2 separate regions of the Canis lupus genome follow, and region 1 is linked to region 2. The links are chromatin contacts, called in public Hi-C maps. All regions are on one chromosome and are shown on one strand. The core of a region is the stretch at or near the end of the contact, and the rest is flanking DNA. Distances in the headings are between cores, read along the strand shown. Region 1 overlaps GSG1 (germ cell-specific gene 1 protein). Region 2 overlaps GPRC5A (retinoic acid-induced protein 3).

What was found. Hi-C and Micro-C count contacts between places; a contact is called where the count stands out from the background.
Region 1: a Hi-C map of skin fibroblasts shows a contact between it and region 2, with 4 times the contacts expected there. The contact joins two enhancer-like sites. A contact is called at or near these places in 3 of 9 Hi-C or Micro-C datasets (amygdala, blood and skin fibroblasts).

Annotation. Positions count from the first base shown.
Region 1 is chr27:12,875,256-12,882,988 of UU_Cfam_GSD_1.0, reverse strand. It overlaps GSG1 (germ cell-specific gene 1 protein), which reads left to right. Exons shown (of 6, transcript XM_038576855.1): 3 at 898-945; 4 at 1,957-2,109; 5 at 2,750-2,861; 6 at 4,810-5,230. The coding sequence ends at 5,155. It overlaps FAM234B (protein FAM234B), which reads right to left. Exons shown (of 13, transcript XR_005379883.1): 13 at 5,966-7,733. Among named protein-coding and RNA genes, the nearest start is that of GSG1, 14 kb to the left of the region's middle. Within about 2 kb of position 3,383, at least 4 of the 20 cell types and tissues checked have an H3K27ac peak or open chromatin away from gene starts, as enhancers often do.
Region 2 is chr27:12,724,980-12,732,099 of UU_Cfam_GSD_1.0, reverse strand. All of the region lies in intron 2 of GPRC5A (retinoic acid-induced protein 3), which reads right to left. Among named protein-coding and RNA genes, the nearest start is that of GPRC5A, 9.0 kb to the right of the region's middle. Within about 2 kb of position 2,494, at least 4 of the 20 cell types and tissues checked have an H3K27ac peak or open chromatin away from gene starts, as enhancers often do.

The sequences.
Region 1 (7,733 bases), core at 2,134-4,633, 150 kb before region 2:
TTCTTACAGGAAAAACCCTGGCTCTGCCCAGCTGCGACCATATATGAGCAGCATCCTCTCTAGAGACCTTGATTTTTTTGTCGGTGAGATGGAAGGATCAGAGTAGATCACCTATAAAGCCCCTTCCTCCCCCATCCCACCCAAAGGATTTTCTTGTTCTAAGTATCACCATTATATTTCCAGCGTAGGGGAACCGAAGCCCCAGGAAGGTAACTAGATCAAGTAAAGACACGCTTGACCTCTCAGGTCTCCTGCAGCTCAATGCTTTACTGACAAAGTGGGGGCTGTGTCACTGTGCCTTCCTTAACTTGCATTCCTAGGGTTTTTAGCCTAAGGACACCCTCGCCTCCTTGCTCTGAGCATTCAGAGATCACCAGGTAGTGAAGTTTTCCTGAAGCCCAGAATTGAGTACAATTAGCCTATTTCTCCCTATTTGGGCTAAGGGAAAAAGGAGACGAAGAGGAATATAAATTGTGTGTGTGTGTGTGTGTGTGTGTGTGTGTGTGTGTGTGTGTATTTCTATGTGTTAATAATGTGCCATTTAGTGCAGCTCCCACCTCAGTCCTAGAGACAATTGAGAGCCATTCAGACCAGTGGTAGGTGGCAGCAAAAGGTGTTGGTTAACATTAGGACTGCTAACCCTCCTGACATGAGAAACGGGAACATTTCCCTGCAGAAGCCCTCTCGGGGTAATGTCCTCTTCCTCACTGTCAGGAACCGGGGACAGAGAAATTAATCCTGAGTGATTCTTGCCTATGTCATCCATCCATCCATCCACGATGCATTCTTTCCTGCTTTCAAAGAGAGATGTCTGGTCTGAGCCACTGAAGTGGTGCCAGGTGTGGGACTGGGGAAGTTTTCATCCCTCCCTGAGGTTATACCTTGTCTGTGTTTCAGGGGAGAGGTGCCGAACTTTCAATGAACTCACACCACCAACCGAGAGAGGTGAGAAAGGACTACTGGAGTTTGCCACGTTGCAAGGCCCATGTCACCCCACTCTCCGATTTGGAGGGAAGCAGTTGATGGAGAAGGCTTTCCTCCCCCACCCTCCCTTGGGGCTTGTGGCAAGTATGTGGGTTTGGTAACAAATTTAGTTGCCATTGAATTGGGCCCCTCTGGCCCAACAGTGCTCTATATTGTACTGTCCTCTCTTTTTCTCTTCTTCTGAGTCCCAGGGGTGACACATTCCTTCCAGAGCCAGTTCTCATTTATATGCAGGAATGCAAAAGAAAAAAAAATAAGGGAACAGCAGGAACAAATAAAGTTCCCAAATAGAAAAAAAAAAAAAAAAAAAAAAACACCAACAGCTCTAACCTCCTCATGTTGCCAAGTAACCATGTTGAAAAGCTTAGAAAGCTTTTTTTCCTCACATATCTTTTAAATAAAATATATATACATTTTAACAGAGGGAGTGATAAAAGGAAAGGGAGAAACAGAAGTGATTGCTCTAATCAATCAGGAAAAAAGAGAGCAAAAATGACCCACAGCAAAGTCATGCCCCTGCAAGATTTTTTTTTAAGATTTTTTTTTTTTTTAATCCATGAGAGACACAGAGAGAGAGAGGCAGAGAAATAGGCAGAGGTTGGAAGCAGGATCCCCAGGAGCCCGATGCAGGACTCGATCCCAGGACCTTGAGGCAAAGGCAGACGCTCAACCACTGAGCCACCAGGCGCCCCAAGATTTTGTGACAATTAGAAGATTTCCTCTCGAATCTCCTCACCTATTTCCAGTCAGCCAAGTTTCCTTGATTCTCTATCAGGTACTGAGCAGAGCAGAGAGCCCTGGGGGTGACAGCAAAGGACCCACATTAGGGAAAGCCCCCCTCTGGTGCCAGCTCTGTCCCATTCTCCTCTTCTCTGACTCTGCAAGGCTTTCCCTCCTGACAGGCACTGGTTGCTCAGTGTTCAGTCATCCAACTGTCAGGGTGAGGGCTCTTCTTCCTCTGGTTTCTGACAGAGATCCTATGGTTATCACTGGGAGCCCAGTTCTTCTCCATCGGACTTGAATTCGTCAGCTTCCTCCTGCTGCTAATGGACCTGCTGTTCACTGGGAACCCGGGCTACGGGCTCAAGCTGAGTGCCTTCGCGGCAATTTCCTCTGTCTTGTCAGGTGGGTGCCTCCCAGACAGGAGAGAGTGGGTGCCTCATCACCTTTGAGGCACCTCTGCTAGGCTCGTGTGTCTATCGGGAGGGCAGGAAGGAGGAGGCAGGATAAGGAACGGATGGAGGAGACATGTTGCAGGTACATCGGAGTTGGAATGAAATTTTATATTAGATCATCATGTACTTGGCAAAATGATTTCTCTATAGGTTCATCTTCTTTGCAAGGTTTCTCAGTAGGTGAAATACAGTTTGGTTTACTTTTTTCCATTGTACATACCCAGAGCTTTTTAAGATTCCATGGGATCAAGTAAGAGCAAGAGATGCAGATATAAAGATAGATCAAAAATAAATCTCATGCTGAGGGCATGGGTGGGAAGAAGTCAAAAGGCCCTAAGTGAGCATTGACTCAGAAACTTTCCCCTTAGCTCTCCACCTAAAGCCTGGGGCAACCTACTGCAAGGCTATGCATTCAAGGAGAAGCCCCCTTTGCAGATTAGTCTCCCTGGACGTGTGGTGGCAGATGGGAAACGGAGCATCTCAACATAGGCTGTACCCGATGCAAAATGAGGAAAGTTGCTCCAAACTCACATTCCCCAGAGAGGGCAATGCCAGCGTCTGAGGGTGCTGCCTTCCTGTTCCCTCTGTAGGCCTTCTGGGGATGGTGGCCCATATGATGTATTCACAAGTGTTCCAGGCAACTGCCAACTTGGGTCCAGAAGACTGGAGGCCACATGCTTGGAATTATGGCTGGGCCTTCTAGTAAGTGCTCACCATCTCCTGAACCTTCTAGCCCCTCCCCAGCCACCCTGCATTAGATGTTCTGCCCTTGACTAGATGCTTGCTCAGTGTCCTTCTGTCTTCTCTTCGTCGCTCAGCCCAGGAATCTGTCGACCCAATGGCTGGCCCATCAGGCCACACCTGTTCTTTCCCCACCTCCTGTGAAGGTACAGAGAAGATCCTTCTGGCTTGTTTTGTCCAGTCTTTCCAAAGCAACAACTGTAGTAGCTGCTCCCTCACCTGATATATATCTTGCCGTGGGAAATAAGACTGATTCTGCGTGGCTTGTGCAAGTGATGCTCTCTCTGTATTCTATACATTTTATGGTTCAAGGTATTGGAGGACAGAGAAACGAAGAATTAGCCTTGAGATTTGAATTCCATTCCCTGTGAATGGCTGACTCTTCTATAATGAAGAGTAACTTCTTCCTACTTCCATTCTTACTCCACCAAACTGTGAGAAATAACCACCCCTCCCCCACCAGTCATTCTCTAACCCTGAAAGAACGAAGGAAGCAATTACTTTCGGTTTCTCTTAAAAAGAGAGAAGCAGCAACCATGAGAAAATAAACATATTCGAAGCAAATATCCCCTTTGTCTCAGAGTTCCTCACTCTCTCCCTTGAGCAACACATCCTATTCACGGTGCCAGCTTGGACCTGCACTGCTGTCTGGACAAAGTGCTAAGTACTTTAACAGTGCTGAGAAGACAATGCCTCCAGCTGGAGTTTCCAAGCTAACGGAGGCAATATGGACGACTACCCATGTCTGTCATGAGATCCTATCCCCTTTTCTCATGATAGAATATGTGCTGTTTGATTCAGGCGTCTCTGGGCTATTTACCAGGCGCCAGAACTTATTTTCCAGACCCATCGTTTTGCACCTTTCGTTCGCTGTTCTTGGCATTACACCTGCAGAGCTCAGACTACAGCACACTCATCAGAAGCATCCCCAGCCCGGTCTGCTCAGGCTGTCAGAGGCGGCACACGGGAACATGCAGTGCCAGCGTGTGGCCTGGCTTTACCCATCACTTGACCTCATGAAATTCCTCACTAACCTCACACAACTTCCTGTTTCCTGGGCTTCCCAGAATCATGGTGAGAGATTTAGGGGTTGACTTTCCAAGTTTTTAGGAATGTGTCTGATATAGTTCCCTGGTGGTTTTTTTTCTTTGTTGAATCCATCCAGCTTCTCTTAAATCTCCAGCTTCTCTTCCAGCCATTCTAAACTTCCTCAAGCCAAGAACCACATTGTTTTTGTAATAGGCAAATTCTACCAGTACAACATATAATACCTCCAGATTTGTAGTGAATGTTGCCTGCAAGATAGAGGCTCAACTTTGTGGCCCCTAAGACCAACTCAAAACAAAAGAAGATGGAAGAGGAATGTTCACTCCCAGTGTCTGATCTGAGAGAAGGAAAATCTTGGGCAGAATGTGTGTGTGTGTGTGTGTGTGTGTCTCAGGTAGGTGTGGGGTGCTTCACTGGGCTACTCTATATGACTGAGCTATAGGTCTATGAATCTTGGGGGATTACAAGGATAACCACAGCTTGGGAAACCATAGTCCAGAAAACTGTGTGCGTGTGTGTGCCTGAACAAGCACATCAGGAATAAAAGAGCACAGTGCTGATAGCTAAGCAATCCAGTGAAAACGAATCTGTTAAACTCCTAGTCAGACATGTAATACTACAAGAATCATTCTCTTTGATTAGAAAATATTCAGAACATATCCTACTAAGGCAGACCAAATTCAGGCCTCTTAAGCATAGCTCTTTACCTGCAACATGGTAGAAGGGAGCACACTCAGGTCCCCGAATCCATAAGGGACATCGGCCTAGTTTACTGGTTTACTAGTGAGGGATTGTGGTGTTTTTCTCTCAGACCTATAAGTAGGTCAGATTCTGACTGTCTAGTGTTTTTGTTCTTCCCTAGCGTGGCCTGGGTTTCCTTCACCTGCTGCATGGCATCAGCAGTCACCACCTTCAACACATACACCAAGCTGGTGCTGGAGTTCAAGTGTAAGCACAGTAAGAGCTTCAAAGGAAAGCTGAGCTTCCCGCCGCACCACCACCAGTGTTCCCTTCAGCATCTGTCATGCGCGGCCCACACGGGGGGTACTTTGACCAGCTACCACCAGTACCACAATCAGCCCATCCGCTCTGTCTCTGAAGGAGTTGACTTCTACTCAGAGCTACACCGCAAGGGATTCCAACAAGGACTTAGCCGGGGACTAAAGGAAGAGGTGGCAGGGTCATCTGTAGAGGAAGAATTGTGTTAGCAGTAGTCGGGTTTAGAGGGCAGGCTGAACCCAATCTTACATGTTCACTTGTTATCAACATGTACTGAAGCCAAAGTCTGTGTCTTGAGCATGGTTTTCAGAGGGTAAGAGCAAGCGTCTCTGAAAATACAAGTCCAAAGGGGTGCGTGCCCAGAGGCCATCATTCCCTCTTCCTTCCCAGCTCTTTCCTTCTTTTCCCTTCCTGTGTCCCATCTCACCACCCCCCTATCTCCCGCGTTCAGAATCACCTCTTCTCTACTGGTTGCTTGTTATGTGCCAGGTTCTGGGCTAAACAATGGAGACAAAGAGAAGTAAAATCGAGTTCCTGCCTTTTAGGGGCTTATCAGTCTGGTCCTCTATCTGGGGTTTGGAGGAATGCAGGTGGGCAACTCAATAGTCATCCATTGTGGCTCAACCTTCCATGGTGTGCTTTAATTTTCCTAGAAGTCACAGAATGGAAAGCCAAAGCCCTCCTGGGAGCTTGGACATGCAGGACAGATGTCCTCCACACTGCCTATCACAGTGTCCCACAGACTAGATACCAGTGAGAGCTTAAGTATTAACCTAGAAGCTACCAGGAGACTATTAAACACAAGAAGCCTCCCATAGCATGCAGGGACAGGTCCACTTCCAGAAATGGTCCACTGAAGTTATTTAGATGGAATTTATGGTAAAGGACACTTCCCCAATGAACAAGGCCATGGCATATCTCCTCTCTGGATCCCCAACTCATCCATCCACTTGCCCTTCCTCTTTCCCATAAGAGAAAACCATCATGATGGCCAAAGAAGAATGAGAATGACACACAAATGTGTTTCCTATACATAGTATTTATTCTGCAACAATTCACATTTTAAATAGTGCTTCCTGACAATATACCAGCTAGCTCTTCTGTAGTCTGGGCAATAAAAGTAGTAGTTCACATTCAAAAGGGGTTGATATCAGCATACCACACTGGAAAGTGGAGTAGAGACCATCTAGGGGAGGGGAAGATGCTGTCTAGGGTGGATAGAGCAGTCACACTGGCCTTGCTGGAGTGGGGGGAAGGAAGGCGCTCTTCCTATCTTAGATGTCTGGTGGAGTGGGTGCCTACAAGGAGAAGGAAGTGTAGGGACACGTGACAGACTAGCACCCACACTGCTCGGATGAAGCTTCCTTGGTCCTCAGCCACCATTTCAACCCTCTGCCCTGGCTGCAGGAGGGAAGAGAAGCCCAGAGCCTGTCCCATGTCTAGCAAAAAGGGATTCAAAACAAACTATGTGAAGTTAGGTTGTTAACACACCATGAAGAATTTAGTGACTGACATTCTTCTAGCTTCATCTTATTTCTGGGACTCATCCAGCATAAACACAATCTCCTACCCAAAAGGATCCCCCCCAGCTCAGACCAGGTCCTCAGTCAATGACTTTGAATTTTATTCCTCTACCTAAAGTGGCTTTCCCAGAAAGCCTCAACATGGGGAAGAAGGAAGATTAGGTGTAGATGGCTCAGCCCAGGCCACAGGAGCACAAGTCAAGTTTTAGCTATTCAGTCGACTAAAAATTAGTCCTTAGAATCCTCTACTGGGCCAAACAAGATCCCAGACTCTTCTACCCAAGAGATTCAGACTCTAGAAGTGAATCTAGAATCATCCCCATCCTCTCGGGTCTCCTCTAATTGTTGCCCCAAGTTTACAAAAGCTAGACCCACACAAGCTTCTCAAAGTGTTGAAACCAAATTTGCTTTCAGGGGCTTGAGGCCAGGGGATGTCCAGAAACCTGGCAGGCCAATCTGCTGTTTGCTACCACTGTTCTGTTATGTTATAATGCCTACCACTGGGCAAGTAATACATACCCCTTCAAATCTGGGATCCCTAAATTTCTATATTCCCTAAATTTTTCTGGACTCCCTCTATTAATACAAGCTAAAAGATACTGGCCCAAGTAAAGACAAAACCTGAGTTGTACTCGGGTATGATCAAAATTATTCAAGAAGAAAAGCAGTTCTCTACTGGCTAACATGGCATTTTCTGGTATATAAACAATGACCCAGAAGTTTAGGAAGGAACTTAATGGAAGTAAAATATTTATGGAAGAAGGCAGAAGTAAGCAGTGGAGGTAATTCTAAAGAACTTAACCAATGATAGAAGTTACAGTACTTACACGTAGGAATTTTCTCAAAATATAGCACTTCAAAGGTTCTACAAGGAGATGTTGCAGGCAAAGTGGTTGCATACGGGACTCAAGGAGCAAGAATAAAAATCCAGAAACCACTCTGCTCTCGTGCAAGCAAAGCAAAAATATCTCTGAATAAAATAGAGCAAATGGGAGGCAGTACAGAGGATGGCCAATTAAAGATTGCTAGGAAATCAGAGTGGCAATGAGGCAGGGATAAGGCTACCTGCCTGAATCGTCCCCAACTTCACAGACATAAGGACAGCACACACACAAGCATTTCCGAAGTTACTTCAGGGAAAAGGTCATGATGGGTAGACCAATCAAAACCACATAATAACGGGGACCTTGTTAGAGGGTGGTCATAAACTGTGCTTCTCTAGCTCCCTTTCTGACAGGAATGTGGTGGTCGTTATGGTCAAGTG
Region 2 (7,120 bases), core at 1,245-3,744:
TTAAGTAAATAAAATATTTTTTAAAAAAGAATTGACTGTCTATACCCCCTATATATCTCTCATTGATTTCCCAGATCTGCTTCCTTCTCCACTCCCACTAACTTCATGTCAATTTTAAACCTAGCTGATGTTCAAACCTCATGAAATCTAATTCCTAAGAATTCAGGGCATGGTGGGAAGATAAATTGGGAAATTGGAAGAGAGAAGGAGTTTATACATCTTAAAATATGTGGGTCTCAAAGTCCAAAGTCAACGTCAGGTAAGACATTGAAATTCAAAAGTGCTAAGGTTTTAACAGTTTGTCAACAAACTATAATTTTTTCCTGGATTACCTGGCCAGTTTATCAGTTTATCTGGTTTATCAGTTTCTATGACACCATTATTTTGGTTTTGTTAAATGCTATTTGTGCATGAATGGGTTTGGGGGGCACAGTGCTTTAGACTTTAGATTTTCTTTTCCTGATAGGATTGCTCACTCAACAGTGAAAAGTTCTGAACTGACTAGAAGAGAAATGCTGTCAGGACAAGGAATAGAGGACAGTGTTGGAGGAAGGAAAGGCTCACTGAGTACCCTTCCACAGAAAATCACCAGTGAAAGAGCTCGGCACCCCCAAGGCCAAGTAGGGAGAGATCCTGCAGAAAGGAACTGGAAAGAAGTAGAGTCGCTAGGACTGGGAAGCAGGAAAAGATACAAAATATTCATTGCATCCTGCCTCTTTCTTTATTAGCAGAGAAAACAGCTCAGAATGTCTTCACCACATGCCCATAAATGCTCATAGACAAGATTTCTCTGGCCCTTCACAGCTCTATGAGATGCTGTGATCAACCCTAGGGAAAAAGAACACCTTTTTCTCTTTTTTCCATTTGATATCTTCAAGATCCAACTACAAGTCAGAGAACAACACAATGGGATATGGAACCAGCCATTGCTCACTAACTGTCCAGGGCAAAGGAGCACCTTCCTCAATGCACACAGAATTCAAACATCTGCTTCCCTTAAAGATACAAAATCTGAGGGCACCTGGGTGGCACAGTCAGTTAAGCATCTGATTCTTGATTTCGGCTCAGGTCACAATCTCAGGGTTGTGGGATCCAGCCCAGACCCACTGGGCTCCATGCTCAGCCAAGACTCAGCTTGAAAGATTCTCTCCCTCTGCCCCTCATCCCACCTCCCTCTCAAATAAATAAATAAATAAATAAATAAATAAATAAATAAATAAATAAATAAACAAACCTTTAAAAAAAAAAGATACAGAATCTCCATTTCAGTTAAATGAGGTAGTTATCGCCCTAGCATTGTTTAATTTTCATGGTAAGTAGGGGAAAAATTATATATATGTGTATATATATGCAATATAAAACACATAATTACATAAATGAATATTATGTATATGTTGGAATATTATAGGTATGTTAGAATACAATAACTTAAGTAATATAAATAACAAATAATTGATAGCTTCAATCTATCTTCCTAACTTTGTTTTTTTAAGATTTTATTTATTCATTCATGAGAGACACACAGAGAGAGGCAGAGACACAGGCAGAGGGAGAAGCAGGCTCCCTGCAGGGAACCCAATGCAGGGCTCGATCCCAGGATCCCGGGATTGTGACCTGAGCCAAAGGCAGATTCTCAAGCACTGAGCCACCAAGTGCCCCTCTTCCTAATTTTTTAATGAAATTTGGCTCCCCAAGCTTAACTTTTTATTGTATAGTCATTCATTCAACCAATATTTCCCGAGCACCACTATGTGCCCATCACTAAATAGCCAGTGGTAAAGGGGAAAACCGGCAAATGCCCTAGCATAGACGGGACAGACAGACAGACATAATCTGCCACTACTTCCACGGCCTTCCCAAGTCCTTTCGTCAGCAGGGGTCTGTCACGGGGGTCTCTACTGCATGGAAATCACACCACAGTCACCCCTACCACATTCACAGAGCAAAGATGGAAATACCTCTTCAGGGCAGCAAAGAGTGAAATATGGGAGGAAGAGGGCGGGCAAGGCCTGAGACAACACACGTGCCCAAAGTCTGGTTTGCCTCGCCTCTGAACGCCCGCTCTGCGGTGGTGAGGGGAAGGGAGGTGCAGACCTTGTCAGTGCGGGTGCTGGGAGGTTGGGAGAGGAAGAAGGGCCCCCTCCCTTGAATGCAAGCACAGTGGGAAGGGAGGGACCCAGGCTGGGCACATCTCCCTGCTCACCTTCGCCTCTCCCCCTCACCCCCTCCCATCAGTCATAAGGGCGGTGTCTAGCTGGAAAGGTATTTCTCCCTCCCGGCCGCCCGCCTGCCGCTCCTTCCCCACCCTCTAGGTAGTGCTGTCCCTTGCCAACTGGTCATGAGCATCACGGGGAATTATATGAACTTTGGGCCTGATGACTCTATCTTGACGGAGACTGATGAGGTGTTTGCCTATAGGAGAGTCGGGGTGCTGGTCAGAGGAAGAGTGAGGCAGAAACCTCCCATCCCCCAACCTGGACCTCCAGGCCCATCTGTTCTGGTGGCAGGTGTGCAGGAGGCGGGTGTGTCTCGAGACCTCCTGGCATCTGCAAACCAGGCCACAGGTGTACAGAGGTGGGGGAAACCAATTTCCCTCCATTTCAATTCCACCTCCCACCCCAATCACGCACAGGAGATGGAGAAGCAGACTCTGAAGTCCCTTTAAAACATTATTTTGGGGGGGCCTGGGTGGTTCAGTCAGTTGGACATCTGCCTTCAGCTGATCTCAGGGTCCTGATATCAAGCTCCAAGTGGGGTTCCCTGCTCAGCGAGCAGCCTGCTTCTTCCTCTGCCCCTCTCCCTCTGCTCCTGCTTGCTTGCTCTCTCTCTCTCTCTCAAATTAATACATAAAATACATTTTTTAAAAAACACTGTTTTTAGGGCAGCCCCGGTGGCTTAGCGGTTTAGCGCCACCTTCAGCCGGGGGCCTGATCCTGGAGACCGGGGGCCTGCTTCTCCCTCTGCCTGTCTCTCTCTCTCAATCTCTGTCTCTCTCTCTCTCTAATAAATAAATTAAAAAATCTTAAAACAACAACAACAACAACACTGTTTTTAAAGAAATGTTGACATTTTCAAGCATACAAAGCCCAAGGGCTCATCATTTGGTTCGGAATTTACCAATCTATGGCCAATTTTGCTTCCTCTCCATCCCCACCCCACTCACTAGACTGTTTTTAAACAAACACCAGGCATCCTATCATTTTATGCACAAATACTTCAGTGTGTATCTCGAAAAGATAAAACTCCCTTTTAACCTAACTACATTTCAAAAGTTAAGAATAACCCTGTCATATCAAATACCCACCTGGGGTTCATATTTCCCAATTCTCTCACAAATGTCTTTTTTAACATGTTTCTTAGTAAATACACTTTTATCTAAGTGACTAATTTTTCTGGAATCCTCCTTACTTCATCTCTGCTAGCCTTCCTCCAACCTCTTCCCCCAGCATGACACCCATTGTGTAACAGGTCCAAATGTCCTCTAACTACTTTGAATTTGGTCAGAGGAAAATAAGACTCATCGGACTCATTAACAAGCAGCTCTGTACAGAGAAGGCCCTGTGTCACCCAGATGAGGAAAAGAGAGGGAAACTGGCTCGGGAAAAAGGCAGGGTTCTGGGAAGCAAAAAAGGGCTAATATAAACTGCCAGGAGTTACAGAAACAGCCTTTGGAGAAGAATGTAAGGGCTGGAGCTAGAAAGAAAAAATTGAATGCGACCAGGGATTATTTGGCCATCATTTGTAACCAAAGTCAAGGACACAGAGATTTAGGGTCCTGCCAAGAGAGGACTAGCTTCCTCAAAGACCAAGTGGGAGCTGAAAGAAGCAATTTACTGTTGGACTGCTCTGATGGCGAGAGTCTCCCCACTAACTCATCCTCAACATGCACCAGGTGTGCTTTAATGGGCTCTGCCCTCTGAACCCTCACCACCTCCTTATACTATAGCTCCTATCATCACTATCTTGCCTCCAACTGCAGCGATGGAGGCACAAGTCAGCCCCCTCACCAAAGTCCCACCACTAGGAGATGACAGGGCCAGGATCCAAATCAGAATTCCAACTCCAAAGTTACACTGCGGAGCCCTCTGTCTGGTAAAAAACTTTAAAGCTGGGAGTGGAGCACCTGGTGGTTCAGTGGTTGAGCATCTGCCTATGGCTCAGGGTGTAATCCCGGGGTGCTGGGATCGAGTCCTGCATCGGGTTCCCCATGGGGAGCCTGCTTCTCCCTCTGCCTATGTCTCTGCCCCTTCTCTGTGTGTCTCTCATGAATAAATAAGTAAAATCTTTAAATAAATAAATAAGCCAGGAGGGACCTGCCATCACGGAGCCAGAGGGGTGGGGACGTGACTGCATCAGCACTCAGGCTCTGAGCATGAACAAAATTCACTGAGGCACAAAGCCTGCCCTTGTGAGTTGCTCCAGCTGTTGGAACTGTGTGTAGCCTCAGATTCCTCCCCGGGAACAAAAGGACTGCCCCCCAGCCTGGCTGCTGGAAGAAGCCCTCCACTGCAGGAGGCAGGCCAGGAAAGGAGGTCTTGAAAGCAGATGAGAACGGGGCAGGGGGCATCACAGGGGTCTCCCCACTTGTGAGCCTGAGGCAGAGGCTCAAAAAGCCAACTTCAGATCAACCTCTGAGTTGGGAAATGGTCTGAGAAATCCCTACCCCACATTTCTGGCCCCAAAGTTCACGTCCTGGGGATTCCATCTCTTCAGGGTCTCGAACATTCTACTTCTCCCAGCCCTAAGGCCAGCCACCCCACTCAGACCACTTCAGATGACCCTCCTCGCTCTCCAGGCTTGTCCTCCCTGAGACCCTCCATTTACGATCGGGGAAGAGCCGTAATCCTGCCCAAAGGTGTAAGGCTCTCCATGCCCGGCCCCTGCCCTCCTCTGGCGCTTCCCACCCAGCACTCTTCACACAGCCCTGCAGTGCCTACTGGTGAGTCTGTGTCTTCCTCTGGGTCTGAAGGCAGGGACTGAGTCGCTGAATGTTTCTCGCCGCTCTCTACACTAGCACCTGACACGTGGTAAAAGCCTAACCAGGATGGTTGAGTGTGCACAGGGATAGAAGCAGAATCTGGTGGGAGAGGAGGGGCCACTCATGAGTTGGGGGGGGGGGGGGTGGAGTGGGGTGTCCCTGGCTTCCTCACTAGCTTCCTGTTTGCTGTCCTGAGTTCTAACTTCCCTTTCTGGGGCACCTGGGTAGTTCAGTGGTTGAGCATCTGCCTTCGGCTCAGGGCTTGATCTCCGGGTCCTGGGATCAAGTTCCACATCAGGCTCCCTGCAGGGAGCCTGCATCTCCCTCTGCCTGTGTCTCTGCCTCTCCTTGTGTGTGTGTCTCTCATGAATAAATAAATAAAATCTTAAAAAGTGATAATAATAATAACCTCCCTTTCTCCCCATCCTCCACCTCCTGTGGGCTGACTAAAACATACTTTAGGGCCAATGCTAGGGGGTTTGGGCCATGTCTGGAACCATGGTCCTAACTAAATGACTCCAGGGGTCTCCCAGGAGAGCATGAATCCTGAGATTTCCCAGGAAGCAGAGAGATTTACTAGAATCTGTCCTCTGTTGCTAGCCAATTCCTTGATGACTAAACCCTGCACTTTGGAGGAACACGGTACAGTTTTCGCATGTGTAGCCTCTGACCTGAGATATAAGGACAGAACTTTTCATTAGTCATAAGGGTGAGACACCCCCCTCCTTCACTTACCACAACTGCTAACCACCCCACTGTCCAGGCACCCAACAACAGCGACAACCAAGACCTTGAAGTCACCTGGCACCGTCCTAAACCCTTCTGAAATGAGTCAAGGCATGAAAAAGAAAAGTTACAAAGGAAAAGGACGCATTGTTGGTAAATTGAATTTAAATAAAATTTTGAAAAAGAAAAAGAAAACGGCGAAGTGAAAGGCAGAAAGGTAAGAGAACAAGAGGAGGAGGTGACAGGGAAGAGGAAAGGTAGGGAGAGGAAGGGGGGGGAGGCAGGAGTCGCTGTCTGGGCTCAAGTCCAAGCCTTGTCTTTACCCCACCCCTTCGGAAAGAAGCGGTTTCCGCTGCGTCAGGTGTGGACACTCTCCTGGAACCTCCCTCCTCTCCTCTGTAAGATGAGGGTGGGGTGCTAAACTAGATGGTGGGAGCCCACTTTCATCCCTCTGGGAAGCTCCCATTAGACAACTGCCCGGGGCGCCTGGGGCTCAGTCAGTTAAGCATCTGCCTTGGGCTCAGGTCATGATCCTGGGGTCCTGGGATCGAGCTTCCATGGGCTCCCTGCTCTGCGGGGAGCCTACTTCTCCCTCGCCCTCTGCCGCTCCCCTGGCTTGTGTGCCCGCGCTCTCTCTCAGATAAATAAAATCTTTTTTTTTTTTTTTTAAAGGCAGTTGCCAAATCTTTCTCTCTCCCCCCCTTCATTCTTCTTCCTGCCCCACCTCCCATCATTAAAAGAACATGTCCTGCCAACTCCCAACCAAACCCCAAAACAGGGCTGGAGGTGACTAAGGGTCTGAGTGCAGGCCAAGGAGAGGGCCAGCAAGCAAACACACACCTGCGAGACCAGGCCACCAGGTAGTGGAGTAACACTGACTCTAGACCTAGACTTGCTCTTGACGACCTGGGACACTGACCAATACAAGCACAAATGCCAAAACTGATGAGTCCTCCAGCATCCCCGAGACTCCTCTCTTTTCCCTGGGGGTGGAGGGGTTGGGAGTGGTGGGGAGGCTGAAGCCCAGACCTGGAAAGTTGCCCAAGCTCCACTGGACGTGCTGTGCCGCCTTCCTGCCCCATTCCACCCTGCCCTGCCCTGCCCAAGAGTATCTGAGCACGAATAACCTGGGGCCTGGAGCCTTGCCAAAGCCAATCTTATCTTCCTCCTATGAGACATATCTCATTCTGTCATCTGAAAATGAAGAGGACAATACTTACCTGTTAGCACTGCCTGAGGGATAATACCGAATAACTTGTGACTGTTGACGCTGAGTCTTCACGTACCCCAGCTGGGCAAATGTGTGATTTTCTAACATTTTAGTCTTCTCTCTCCTCTTAAACTGCCCCCTTCAATATATTATAATAGTCACAATATAAATTATGAAGAAAAATAGTGAGGACTAGTGCCACATCC